Linked DNA regions of Mus musculus: region 2 is linked to region 1. The links are chromatin contacts, called in public promoter capture Hi-C maps. All regions are on one chromosome and are shown on one strand. The core of a region is the stretch at or near the end of the contact, and the rest is flanking DNA. Distances in the headings are between cores, read along the strand shown.

Evidence for each region. Capture Hi-C pulls out chosen DNA fragments and counts their contacts.
Region 2: a promoter capture Hi-C map of pancreatic islet shows a contact between it and region 1. The contact joins two enhancer-like sites. A contact is called at or near these places in 1 of 15 datasets of contacts at CTCF or cohesin (the NIH/3T3 cell line), 3 of 484 Hi-C or Micro-C datasets (cranial neural crest, granulocyte-monocyte progenitors and nephron progenitors) and 3 of 9 other capture datasets (adipose tissue, liver and pancreatic islet).

The regions. Positions count from the first base shown.
Region 1 is chr11:95,288,343-95,291,028 of GRCm38.p6, forward strand. It overlaps Kat7 (K(lysine) acetyltransferase 7), which reads right to left. Exons shown (of 15, transcript NM_001195003.1): 7 at 1,430-1,528. Among named protein-coding and RNA genes, the nearest start is that of Kat7, 21 kb to the right of the region's middle. Within about 2 kb of position 1,334, at least 2 of the 459 cell types and tissues checked have an H3K27ac peak or open chromatin away from gene starts, as enhancers often do. A contact at or near this core is called in pancreatic islet, where this site is marked.
Region 2 is chr11:95,475,011-95,477,696 of GRCm38.p6, forward strand. The region is part of intron 5 of Spop (speckle-type BTB/POZ protein); the gene reads left to right. Among named protein-coding and RNA genes, the nearest start is that of Nxph3, 38 kb to the right of the region's middle. Within about 2 kb of position 1,366, at least 9 of the 459 cell types and tissues checked have an H3K27ac peak or open chromatin away from gene starts, as enhancers often do. A contact at or near this core is called in pancreatic islet, where this site is marked.

The sequences.
Region 1 (2,686 bases), core at 84-2,583:
GCGCTTTTTAAATTAGCAAAGACTCAAATAGCCGGGCAGTGGTGGTGCACGCCTTTAATCTCAGCACTTGGGAGGCAGAGGCAGGCGGATTTCTGTGTTCGAGGCCAGCCTGGTCTACAGAGTGAGTTCCAGGACAGCCAGGGCTACACAGAGAAACCCTGTCTCAGAAAAAAAAAAAAAAAAGTCCTTTTTTTTTCATGACAGGGTCTAATTCTGTAGTCCAGATGGCTTAGGTTTCTTACTTTGTGGCTCAAGCTGGCCTTAAACTCCTGGCCTGCAGGTGTGAGTCACCACTTCTGACTTTACTTTTTCTGTTTTGTTTTTGAAACAGGGCTTTGCAATGCTGCCCAGGGTGGCCTCCAGGCACAGACCACCATGTCTGGCTACATTTCAGTAGAAAACATGTACTAATACACTTCTAGTAAAAGTAATTATTTACATAAAAAGCTGTATTTTATGCATAAAAGGTTTGAGGATTTTAATATAAGGACAGTAATTCAAGATCTTTAAATGGGAAGACAGACAAATAGGTGATGTGGTATAGTGAAGAAAATGACAAATGATGATTCTTAAAAAAAAAAAAAGATGTGCACTGGTGTTTTGTCTGAATGTATATCTATGTGTGTCAGACCCTTGGAACTGGCGTTAAAGACAGTTGTGAGCTGCCAGGTGGATGCTGGGTATTGAACCTGGGTCCTCAAGAAAAGCAGCCAGAATTCTTAACTTCTGAGCCATCTCTCCACCTTCCCAAAAAGGTAACTTACGTAGTTAAAATAAACAGCTAAAAACTTGATAAAATTCTAATTTTGGCTATTTTAAGGCAGATTAATTTTATCTTCTGTATTCTATTCCTAACTTTTCCTTATTATTGTGAAATGTATATTATATTCAAAGTTAGTTCTCGGATGTTCATCTATATCCTGAGCCCCTGAATGTCTTAAGAAGCCATTTCTAATGTCATCGTATTTGTTCTAAGAGCAAATCTGTCTCCCTGCCCCAGTACTGCAGATTGACCCTAGCCCCTTTGCACATGCTACTACTGATGCATATGACTGGGAGTTTAGTTTTCATTTGGAAACAGGGTCCTGCTAAGTTGCCGAGGCTGACCTGGACAACGCTTGGTAGTCTGGTAGGCCTGGATCTCATCATCCTCTCGCCTTAGCCTTCAGAGTAGCAGAGATTACAGAGCAGCACCATCAGGCCCCCTTAAAGTAATTATTTAAAATGATAGTGAAGGGATCCTACCAACTGCGCTGCATCCCTAGACCTAGCGGACGGAAGTCTACTTCAGCTGTGGGAGGGTGCTAGGCGACTGAAGAGAGCCCCACAGTTCACTGGATGCTCTCCTGAGTAAACAGCTATGATCTGACAGCAGAAGCTCAGATCTGAGTCACAGTCAGGGGGAGTTCAGTCTTGGATTTTTCCTTACCATGTATTTCTCCTTCTGCTCTTTGCTCAGTCCAGAATTTCTTTTCTTCCTGAGTTCAGCCACCTTTTCCTTATACCGCAGCTGTCTCTCTGTTGGTGCCTGAAAGAAAAACACAACTGAGCATCTAGCTAGAAAACTCATCACCTTTCAAAATACCAATTGTTTAAACTTTTTTTAAAAAAGACATGCTCTCCTATAACCCAAGCTGGCCTCAAACCTGGAACTTCTGACCTTGCTTCTACCTCCCAAGTGTTGAGATTACGAATCCAAACTGCCATGTCTTTTTTAAAAGATACAGAGAAAGAGAACGGGTCTTCTCTATATAGCCCTGGCTGACAATCCTCCTTTCTCAGTTTCTAGAATGATAGAATTATAAGCATGGCTACCATACTGAGCGTAACAGTACAGAAACAGTGCAGCCACATATCCAAAACAGTTCTTACTGCCCTTTCAGGAATGTGAACTTATTTTTATCAATATGAAAGAGCAAAAGTCATAATGGAGGAGGGAGGAGCATTGTGACTCTTGTTTATAATCCCAACAGAAGCAGAAGAATGGCTATAAATCCCAGGCCAGACCTTTAAGGGCTGTATAACAAGATTCCCATTAAAAAACAAAAATTGGTGGGTGGTGGTGGCATATGACTTTAATCCCAATACTCGGGAGGCAGAGGCAGGTGGATCTCTGGTCTACAGAGTGAGTTCCAGGATAGCCAGGGCTACACAGAGAAACCCTGTCTCCAAAAACAAACAAACAAACAAACAAACAAAAAAGCATCAATTACACACTGCTTTTGCCTGTCAAGCACTGAGGCTATGCATTTATTACATATGCGTTAGATAACTACCCGGACAGGTGGGCATTCTCCACTCCTTCATAGAACAAAGAAATGTAGTTTACCAGCTGGCTGCCCCAGGACAACACAGCTAATAGATTCAGATTCAGCTCTCAAGGCAAGCTTACCACTGTGTCTCCTCTGCTAGTCACCTATAATCTAACTGTAGAAACAGATACCTTGATGATGAGCTATGACTAAAGGCCGACGTCTGGGGAAAACTACATGAGAAGAATACATACAGAAGATTTACTAACTGTGGGAGAAGGTCTTGGAAGAATACCTGTAAGAGCTTAAGACTCGCTCAAGGCCTTGAAGGATATGTATGTAATCTCTTCTTGGTAATGATATAGAGTTCTCAGAAAGATCAAAGCCATTTAGAAAGAAGCAAGGAGTTAAGTGCAATCTATGCAGGCTGAAAG
Region 2 (2,686 bases), core at 116-2,615, 190 kb after region 1:
GTTTAACTGTTGCTTGCTCTCCTTTTTTGCTCTCTGGACTTTGTAGGAGTTGAGTGTACATGGTTTGTCTTGCTGGAGTCATACAAAATTGAAAAGTGAAATTTGAAAGCTGTGGAAACTTGAAGCTTAGAGGGCGAGAGTTAGCTGTTACCAGATTGAGAGGTCAGTCTCTCTCACCAGAGGCCTAAGAGCCTTTGGAGAAACTTCTAAAAATTCCTTGACCCAAGATCTAATCGAAAGGGGGTTTTTAATATGGTTACTGAGTATTGCAATGAGCCAATTTATGCCATTTTCCATACAATTAGAAATGCAACTTGGGTAAATAAGTAAAAGTTTTATCCCGTAAACTAGAATATTAGTGTCCCTGTATATCTTATAGGCAGGGAACTGCTTCCTGAGAGTGAAACAAATAACCAGTGTACTCCGGAGGCAGAGTGCAGGCCAAGAGTCCCAACTGACAGCTAGCCCATGAAATAACAGGCTTACATTGTGAGTTAATGACTTTGTAAAGGCATATCACACCTGTGTAGTCCAGGAACTTGTCCCTTAGGAATCTTGCCCTTTTGTGAAAGAAGCATGGCTGGCAGTAACAGGCTTGTGGATGGTAACAAACACTGCTAACGATTAGAAAGCGTTGCACGCTAAAAAGGTAAAATTTAGTTTTCATGATAGCCATTCCTGTCCATTTTAATTGCAAAGTAACTGAGTGAAATGGTGGCGTATCAGTACCTATATAAATATATGAAATGTGGCAGTTGTTTGATGTTTAATGAACTTGAAGTGTGAGTTTCACGTTAGTCTTATTAGCTGCAAGTCATACTCACTTAGCTCAGTAGAACGACGAGAGTAACTCTATGGCGTTGTTTGAGGTTAGCTGTTGTATAAACAGCATCAGCTTCAATCTTTGCCTGTTACCTATCCTAGGGTTTTGTGGGGTGTTTGTTTGTTTAAAGGAGGTTTCTCTGTAGCCTGGGATGAACTGAAGCTCACTACTATCTTCCTGCCTAGCCTCCTAAGTGCTGAAGACTTGTGTTTCAAGGAAAACTTTCAGATTGTGGAAAATTCTAATTTTGTTGGAAACGGAAGCTAGCCTTCAAACGTCTCTGATGCGAGTCTTTAAACATTACCCGTGGCGTTTCAGGCAGTGCTGCACTTTATATTGTAGCATTTGCAGGTCTGCAGTGGGTCCATGTTTCTCTCATGTGCCTCCTCTTTCCCCACACTGTCCCAGCTGCTCCAACCCCTGGATTGTCATCGTGACTTGGAAATCGTTTGGCCTGCCCTTAACTTGGTTACTCTTATCCTATGGTTAGGTCTGAGGCTGAGTTCCAGCATTTTCTCCTCACTTCCCCATATGAAATTCTCTTAGGAGAAATCCTGTGGTTAAGTTTAGATTTGCCTTACTGACTTAGAAGGGAAGTGAGATGACACATTGGAGATGAGGAGATGTTGAACAGGGAAACGTCTGCTGAGTTCTGCTGATGCTGTGCTTTCTCGCCATAGAACCAGGTGTGCCATCTGTTCCGCTCACACTTCCCAGTTGGCCACAGGTGCCGAGTGTTGCTTCTCGTACTTGGTCTTGTGCCTAGTGAGACTCATTCCTGTTCCAAGGCTCTCTGTGGACTTAGTAGCATTCAACACTGCAAGACGGTTGCGTGGGGGTGTGTATGGGATGTGTGGGTTTTTAAAATGTCTGCAATTCATCCAAGTTCTTAGCACTTTTCACAGCTAAACCACTTTCCATTTAAGTCCTGTTCCTTTGACCTGTTTTCCCCTGTATCAGGGAATATTTATAAACAAGTTTATTTTAATTCATGTTTATATTTTATTTTCTATTTTAATTATTTCCTAATTAATTAGAGGCTTTTATGAAAGGATGTCCACATGGAAATTTAGTTGCAAATACCCACTATGCTACAATGCTCCCTCAGACTGTGCCCAGATACTTCTGTGCTATCCTGATGTGCACTAAGTGCAGCTGCTTCAAGGATTCTTGGTGCACCCAGCAGTCATAAGGGAATCCTAATGTTAAAGACTGAGAACCACACATGTGCGCATTTGGCCTTTATCTCAGTGGTATTACTTCGACTGAATGTTTAAATTAGATTGTAAACTGAATGTACCAGGTAGGTGGTCTTGTTTGTAATGTGCCACACAGGGTTCACTTTTAGATCTCTGTGATTTTTGTCTATTAGAAAGTATGGCGATTCTTCCAAGTTGATTTTGTTTAATGAACATACTTAGAAATGTTTTCTAAGCATTTCTGGAATCATCCCTTATCACAATCTTTAGAACTCGGTTAGATCTGTTTTCGTCATTTCGTCTGTTATACAGAGACAAGTAGTGTCTTGGGAGGTCAGGTAATTTTTCCTAACATTGTACAGCAAATTAATGTCAAAGCCATGTCAGCTCTCCATTTCCCACTTCCTGTCTGCTGTGCTGTCCTCAGTGGAGCTGAGTGCCTTACTCAGGAGAGCAAGGGCTCTCCCAAAATTTCTTAACAGAGAGTATTTACTTTGATAATGAAAGGGAGGACATAAAAAGCATGTTTAAATTATATTTTTAATTTCCTCTTTAATAATTTGGACCATAGAGAATGTTCAGCTTCTGTTAATCCTCTCTGGTTACTTACACTGAGAACAAATACTCGTTAGCAATGGAGGTACATGCATTTCCCCTTCACTGC